Regions from separate parts of the Zea mays genome. Here region 2 is linked to region 1. Evidence: chromatin contacts called from public Hi-C data. All regions are on one chromosome and are shown on one strand. Each heading gives the region's core, a stretch centred on a gene start, on an enhancer-like site or on the middle of the called end of the contact. The rest is flanking DNA. Distances are from core to core; before and after follow the strand shown.

Region 1 (3,669 bases), core at 475-2,974:
TCAACCATACAACCATAATGCTCAATCCTAGGGCTTATACTGTATACATGAGTCATGTTATGAAAATACCGCCGCCCATCATTCACAAGGCTAGTATGTGTGCAGCTGCAGAGCAATCCAATGAAGGTATTATCATTCAGCTTCACACCCGAGTTCTTCATCTGGCCAACAAGCACAAATGCAATCTTCTCGTGGCCAATCATGCCAAGCCCCATGATCATCGCATTCCAAACAATGATGTCCCTCTCCAACATCTGCTGGAACACCATCCATGCCTCTCTTGTGCTCCAACACTTAGCATACATATTGATCAGTGCAGTGCCCAGGACTGGGTTGTCAAGGACCTCATCCTAGTGCACTATTTCAACCGCCTGTCATCCCAAATCCAATGCACCTAACCTCGTGCACGCTGAGAGCGCCCCGACCGCCGTGTAACAATCCGGCTTCGCTCCCTCCACCTCCATCGCGAAGAAAAGGTCTAGAGCCTCCCGAGGATGTTCGTTGGAGGCGTACCCTCTGACTATCGCGCTCCAGGCCACCGCATCCTTGTTCTTCATCTCGTCAAACACTGCCCTAGCCTTCTCCATCTCCCCGCACTTGACGTACAGGTCCAACGCCGTGGTCGCCACGAACACGCTCTCCGTGACCCCCTCCTCCTGTTGTGCCGCCCTCCACACGGCCTCCCCGGTCTCTAGATCCGCGACGCGGGCGCACGCTGTGAGCACCTGCACCGCCTTGAAGCTGTCGGGGCGCATGCCGCTCACGAACGCCCTCCTGACGACCCCAATGGCTTCATGGGCACGCCTGAAATTTAGCCGAACCCCGAAGCAAAATCTAAGATTAAGCAAAATTAAGCTGTCGGGGCGCATGCCGCTCGCGAACGCCCTCCTGACGACCCCAATCGATATCCATCCGACGAAATTGAGCCGAACCCCGAAGCAAAATCTAAGATTAAGCTAGCGCAACAAGGGGATTAGCAACTGTTATGCTCTGAATAGAAGCGTGGGAAGAGAAGAAACCGATGCAAGTGAGCGAGCGTACCAGTAGAGGAGGAAGAGGGCGGCGGCGGCGGAGCAAGCAGCTTCTGCTGATGAACCCTGTGAACAAGTTGTCAATAAGTAAGAAGAGAAAAAGGAAACTAAATAAGCAATTTGAACTCGAGCTCTGTTTTGAAACACAAGGGAACTGGCAGAGAGGGTCTCGTCTCTCGTGGAGCGCATTGGAAGCAGCAGCCAACAGACACAAAATCCTCCACCGTTTACATGGAGAAACACGAACGGCGGTGGCCGGTGGATACAGATCAGCGTCTGCAGCCAGCAGCACCCCTGCCGAAGCCGCGGAGCACTGGGTACGTACGGGGACTCCGGTAGCAGACTAGATCGCATCTCTTGTTTCTTTCTGCGCCAGACCGATAAACGGAATAACAAGAAGAAGAGCACGAACGAAGGGAAGGATGGAGAAGCTCCTGTTTTTCCGCCGCCGCCGCAAGGAAGGAACGGAATCGGTGCCAGAGTTGCAACGCATGCACGCACAAGTAGCATCCGCGGGCATCCCGAGAGCCAAGGCGTTTCCCTCCATCGAATTTTCAGCGCCGAATCCAAAGATAAAGAGAGGAGGAGGCGCCAAACAGCACAGGAAGGAAGGAAAGGGAGGAGAAAGCGAGGAGGAGGCGTAGCTCACCGGCGGCAGCGGGGCTGGGGAGACGAGGAGGCCCGGACGGATGCGGCGGCCGCGCGCGGGACGGGACGGGACAGGGATGAGGGGCGGCGGCGGCGGCGGCGGCGTCTGTTGAATGGTGTTGGTGGTACTGGTGTGCGGCTGTGCGCAGGGAGGGGGGAGATGGGAATCGAGCACGCGAGGTGAGGGGGCAGCCGGGCAGCCAGCGGCGCAGCAGCGCAGGCGGCATATAAAATACTAGATCAGCCGGCGCCCCTTCGGGCGCCCTATCTAGCATAGGGAAAATATGAATACACAGTTATACACGCTATAATCAAATTAAATAGAGGATGACTAAATCTCAAACTAAATTGTTTAGTTCAGAGAGAGAAAACAGATACTCAACAGAACATAGAACACGATTATCTCGAAAATAATTCACATTAAAGTTGTAGCACCGCACTTAAACGTGCACCATAGTATGACGTTGAGGCTTGTTTTAGCTGGAAATTGGTACATAATAAGATTACATGGTCCAAGTTTACGGCTAGTCGATACAGTGGGGGACATGCAACTAAACCAGAGCTATTTACAAGGTACCTAGAGCCAACTCTTGGCTGGCACAATCCAGACAGCTAGGCACAAACATTACGCAGCTACAAGTGCAGACCCATTCCATCTACTAAAGCCAGCTGAACAATCCATCCACAAAAGCGATAAACAGAGATGACCAAGATGTACATCCACAAAAGGCAAGACATCATCTGTGACGTGTTCAGACTGCAGGTTTGTTAAGGCTGCAAACAAATATAAGAATGTGAGTATAAAGTTCCATAAATATTATGCGCGGGGTCTCTGAAGTTAATGTTATACCAAAGAAAGATATTAAGCACATGTATACAACCTCAAGGCTACACAAACAGGGTCTTGATCGCAAACCAATAGCCTTAGACAGTTTACTTAGGCAAGAAATATATGATTATGTAACTGCCTATAGAGGAAACTGTTCACTGGCTAAGTACTTTTGGCTCTGCCCAGAGCTATATTCAGCAAAGGCAACAAGTTCCAGATAAAAATACTTTTTTTGCTAAATGAGTAAGAAGTTGGGGTAATATTTTGTGGCTTAAGTTCTTACATTGGTCAATCAAGGAGCAGATGTGACTGTTTCAGACGCTCGCGCTAGTTTCTGTTTGATTGGATTGTTGGATCGGGATCCAAGCAACTAACCGTTGTGTCTGGCTGCTGATTTGTTAGGCTAAGAAGGACCTAACGGAGGTTACCCACAAGGTCTACTTCGATGTCGAGATTGACAGCAAGCCCGCAGGTTTGTTGCGCCACCCTCTCGCTTTCTCAATGTCAGATAGTCAGATCAGCACGCTACGGCGTACGATGGAGCAATAGGGCCACTTTAGATGTCTAGCTATTTGGTCTCTCTCACCAGTGCTTAGAAAATCTTCAGCAGCTTTCATAGGTCGGATTGTCATGGGGCTTTTTGGGAAGACTGTTCCTAAGACAGCAGGTATTATGAACTTATTGTTAACTATTCAAAACTATCTTCTCATGAGATAAGAGAAAACTAATGCCCCTACAACTTGTTTTCCTATAGAGAACTTCCGAGCTCTTTGCACAGGTATGTTTTATGCTATTATCACCCTTGTTATAGTTTTCCAATGACTAAACTCGTGGTAGGTTTAAGGTTTGGCAGTTTTAAATTGAGATTGTTTTGTCATGCAGCATAACTAAAAGTAATGGGCAGTTCCATTACCAACCCAACTTTCCTACAAATATGGCGTTTGGCCTAGAAAACATCAGATGATACATGTCCACTATGTTGCAGGGTTTCTGGATTGTTTTTACTTGAGTCTGGAACGACAGGAATGGAAGCATACGAGTTACTGTTGGCCCAGCATACGACAGGAATGGAAGCAACAACAGGAATGGAAGCAAGAAGGCACAGAGAGGCAGAGGCTGTACCTAGAATCAGCAATGCCAGAAGCCAAGTCATGGCCATCA
Region 2 (4,002 bases), core at 241-2,740, 170 kb after region 1:
TCCGCGAAGACGCTAAAAATGAATTTTAGCGAATCCGTCACCTTCGGGTTTTTCTGGTTTTACAATGACTGGACGGTCCGCGCCTGAGGTCGACGGTCCGCGCTTCTCACGTACATGAAATCAAAACTGACGTTCCAGGAGGCTCTGCGCGGGGGTGTGGGGGGCTTGGCCGGTGACCAGGGGCACTCTTCGGTGGCCACCTCTCGCTTGGGTTGGGCATCACGCACACTGGGAGCTAGGCTCGGCCGTGTCGCGCGGGGCTGCCGAGGGGAGGGAAGGGGATGCGGCAAGGGGCTCAGCCAGGGGTGGCTGGGCCTAGGGAGAGGGAGGCTCTACGACTACACGACGAAGAAAACAAGAACGAAAAGGACCAACAATAGAGGAAGGGCTCACCGGAGAAAAAAACCTCGTCGCAGCCAAGGAGAAAAACACGGATTGGGTACGAACCGTCGGTCGGATCGACGAATCGAAGGCATCGGGACGAAGCTCTCGGTGAGACGAACACAACGGTACCCTCGGATTCCACCGACGACGCACGGATCGAAAGTAATTGCTCGCCATCGGAGTTGGAACCGCTCCGAACTTCGTCGAGCAATTCCGAGAGCCGGGAATTGAATATGAGGAAAACGTTTTGTGATTCGGAATGTGCTCGACGAGGAGAAGTCGGGAATATATATATAGTTGGGGTTCGGACAAGATGAAAATTCGGGTCAAATTCGTTTTTTTTAATTCAGAAAAGCCTAGAAATCCATATTTTGTGCTCAAAAAACTATAGATGCTTCCAATAATTCTAAAAAAATCCTAGAAATGTTTTGGCACCTAATGAACTCAAAAAACATATTTATAGTTTCTAAAAACATTTTAAGTATCTCAAATAAATAGATTTTAGTTTCCGGAGAATAGAAAAATACTCCGAAAAATATAAAATCTACCGAGAGCTTCTATAGGATATACTAACATGTTTTAAACACATTTTGCACTTAGAAACACCGTGCAACTGCATGAATGCAACAACCAAATCGTCTTTAGGGCTCATTCCACTATGTTTACGCCAATATAAAACAAAATATTTCTCTATTTTTGGAAAAAAAGAAGTAAAGCAAAGAGATGAGAGAATACCATCTGAATTTGGTGTATATTAGGAAAGAAATTTTATACCCCAAATTTAGGGTGTTACGAGGGCCCAACTCTCCTCTCTCCTAGCTCGTTCTAATCTCTAGACGTTTGTGTTCCTGCATCTTGACTGGCACCTAGGTTGGGTTAGGGTCAAGGGAGTCGCAGAGAGGGCTTCAGGTTATATACCCCTGCTCCGGAGAGTTCGCCCCGGTGTTTGGCTGGCTAGATATGGATTTTCCACCACCGACATCATGTTCAGTTCGTAACGAACGTGATGAGGAAGAATATGTTGTGCACACGGACCCACATATCAGCCGCTTGGTCGAGAGCCCGCGTCCAAGGAGAAAACGAGTTGGACGGGAGTGGTCTGGTTATTTGCCAAGGGGGACGCGAGGTGTGGATTTGAAACTGGCCCGACGAGGTGGAATGCGGCCCAGGCGACAATTAAGTTCACTTTCCCTTTTTTCTTTTTCTTTTAGTTTGTTTTCTATGTTAGCTTCTCATTTCAAAATCCTATTTCAAATTTCCAATCTGAGTTTAAAGTTTCTATTCAAATTATTATGCACAACATAAAACTCCAACATGGTAATGAAAAGATTTTTATTTTATTTGAATATATAATTAGCCACATGCTTTAAAACATAATTCACGTACACGTATCTTATTTAATAAGACACTCTTTTGGAATTCTAAAATTCAGAATTCATTACTTATTTCCTTTAACATGAATTATTTTAATCCAAATACTTTTAAAGAGTACTTTACTTATATAGTTATAAAGGGAAATATACTTTATGAAGGAAATCATTGTTAGAATCTAAGTTTTAGTTTCAAAATTTTAATCTAAGTTTTGCACCCAAACTTTAATGTTAGGCCCCGTTTGTTTCCTTTCATTTTAAAGGAATTGGAATCTTACTATTGTAATAGGCTATTTTTTTAGAATGTGACTGTCGGTGTTTTGGGTCCGACCGCACACCTGGGGTTGCCCCTCGAGGTGTTTTTAGGAGTAGGACGGTGTCGACAATTGTAGCAAAATGATTCGTGCCGATTGCACGAGGGACAGTGGACAGGGTTTACAGGTTCGGGCCGCTTAGAGATGCATAACACTCTACGTCCTGGTGAGTATGCTTGGTGGATAAGGTTACAAAAGAGCTCTCTGGATTAAGAATGCAGAGAGTTGATGTAGGCGGCTAAGTAATAGTGTCGATCGTTCTGAAGGGGTGCCTCCTAGGCCTTATATACTCGACCGTGGGGCAATACATGTGGATATGATAACAACGAGTAGCTAAAAGATAGTGAACTGCTTGAGTTCATCTCCATGTAGTTCTGCCGACTTATCCTCGCATGGCTCCGTTGCATGGGGGCTCCAGCGCGGGAAAGTCGGATTTCTGTTGCGGTCACTCGCTCGACGTTGCGGGTCGTCCGGGTTTGCACCAATCCAGCCTCATGTCGATCTGCTTTGCTGGTTGTCTCTCCTCAGGCCACGAAAGAATGACCTTACGATTTATTGGGCCCTTGGGCCTTTCGTGAGGTCTTTTACTCTTTTAGTGGACCCGGGGGATATCTATCCCCCACAAGCCCCCGATCTTTGGGTTAATTTAGAGGTAATCAGCCCAAAGATCCGAGGTCCAGCTTGCAGGTGATTTGAAGAAAATGACTTCCTGTTGTCTTCTCCTGCTTTGATCACTCGTAGACCGAAGCCTAGTTTCGTGCTTGTGCCTTAGAAGTCGGCATTTCAATTTGTAGGATTCTGAACTTCATTGGGTGCACCGGAGGTGCACCCAATGGGTGTAGCCCCCGAGCTTCGAGTAGATTTTTAGAAAACAATCTGCTCGAAGGTCTTCCCCAGAAATTATTTCCATTAGTACTCCTGCGTTTTGGTTGAAGGTTGGCCTTTTAATCTTGTCCCGCGCCTTAGAAGTCGGCACTATCTTGGCTTGGAATGATAATCCATGGGGTGCACCGGAGGTGCACCCAATGGGTGTAGCCCCCGACCTACAAATGGATTTTTGAGGATAATCCATTCGAAGGTCTTCCTTTCGTGTCTCTTTGCTGAAAATTATCCTTTCTGTTTGTAGGAATTGGCATGAAGCTATTCGCATTATGCTTTGGAGGTCAGCATTATGTCATCAATATTTTGCTTCAGAGGTCAGCATATATTTTGTCTTTAGCAGCCGAGTTCGCAATCCATCCATATCCTGCTAGGTAGTGCAATTTATTTGCTCTGTGACTGATTGGACGTTTGATGGACGTTCTCTGTCTAGTCTTCACGTCGCCTCTGTCGGCCATATTTTGTACTTCACTGGCTATATTTGGCTTTCCTATGATCCTTACCGATATCTCATTTTTGTCTTGAGGTATTCACTGCGTGCCCTGCACAGATGTGACCGTTTTGAAAAATATACTGATAATTCCTGGGTGTCCCCCCAATGGGTGTGGGCAAGGGACGGCTTGGTACGCTGAGTGTTTTAGCCGGCTGCTTCTGAGTAGTAATGTGATGTGACGGCGAGTGTAATCATATCCTCCGCGCTGTTGACTGGAGTCCCAATGAGTGTTGTGTTGCGTGAAACGGCGTCAGCCGCCTGACGTGTCTTCAGACGAGTTGAAGTGCTTATTGAATGCTTTGCGACTGTTCAGTGACCGCGGTTGGAGGTGAGCGGTTGTCTTCTCCTTCTATAAATAACGTCGTTGTCTCTTTGGCTTTTTCACATCTTTCGCTATTCTCTGTTGCTTCCCTTACTTCTCCCCCGTCTGCTTCCACCATGGGCAAGAACAACAAGCGCAAGCGTGAGCCAACTTCTCCATCGGAGGAGTTTGGTGACTCGGAGTACTCAGAGGAGGAGTTCTCCTCTGAGTCTGAGGGGTCTCCGGTTCCCATTCCCCTGC

What was found. Hi-C and Micro-C count contacts between places; a contact is called where the count stands out from the background.
Region 2: a contact with region 1 is called in a Hi-C map of leaf, with 5 times the contacts expected there. The contact joins the enhancer-like site here to the promoter of LOC100280513 in region 1. A contact is called at or near these places in 2 of 25 Hi-C or Micro-C datasets (leaf and tassel).

The regions. Positions count from the first base shown.
Region 1 is chr6:117,202,393-117,206,061 of Zm-B73-REFERENCE-NAM-5.0, forward strand. It overlaps LOC100280513, which reads right to left and starts at 1,725. Exons shown (of 12, transcript NM_001370738.1): 1 at 1,681-1,725; 2 at 1,042-1,097. It overlaps LOC103629899 (a long non-coding RNA gene), which reads left to right and starts at 2,892. Exons shown (of 3, transcript XR_554702.2): 1 at 2,892-2,980; 2 at 3,128-3,175; 3 at 3,263-3,309.
Region 2 is chr6:117,369,276-117,373,277 of Zm-B73-REFERENCE-NAM-5.0, forward strand. No RefSeq gene overlaps it. Among protein-coding and RNA genes, the nearest start is that of LOC109940358, 69 kb to the left of the region's middle. Within about 2 kb of position 1,491, at least 16 of the 20 cell types and tissues checked have an H3K27ac peak or open chromatin away from gene starts, as enhancers often do. A contact at or near this core is called in leaf and tassel, where this site is marked.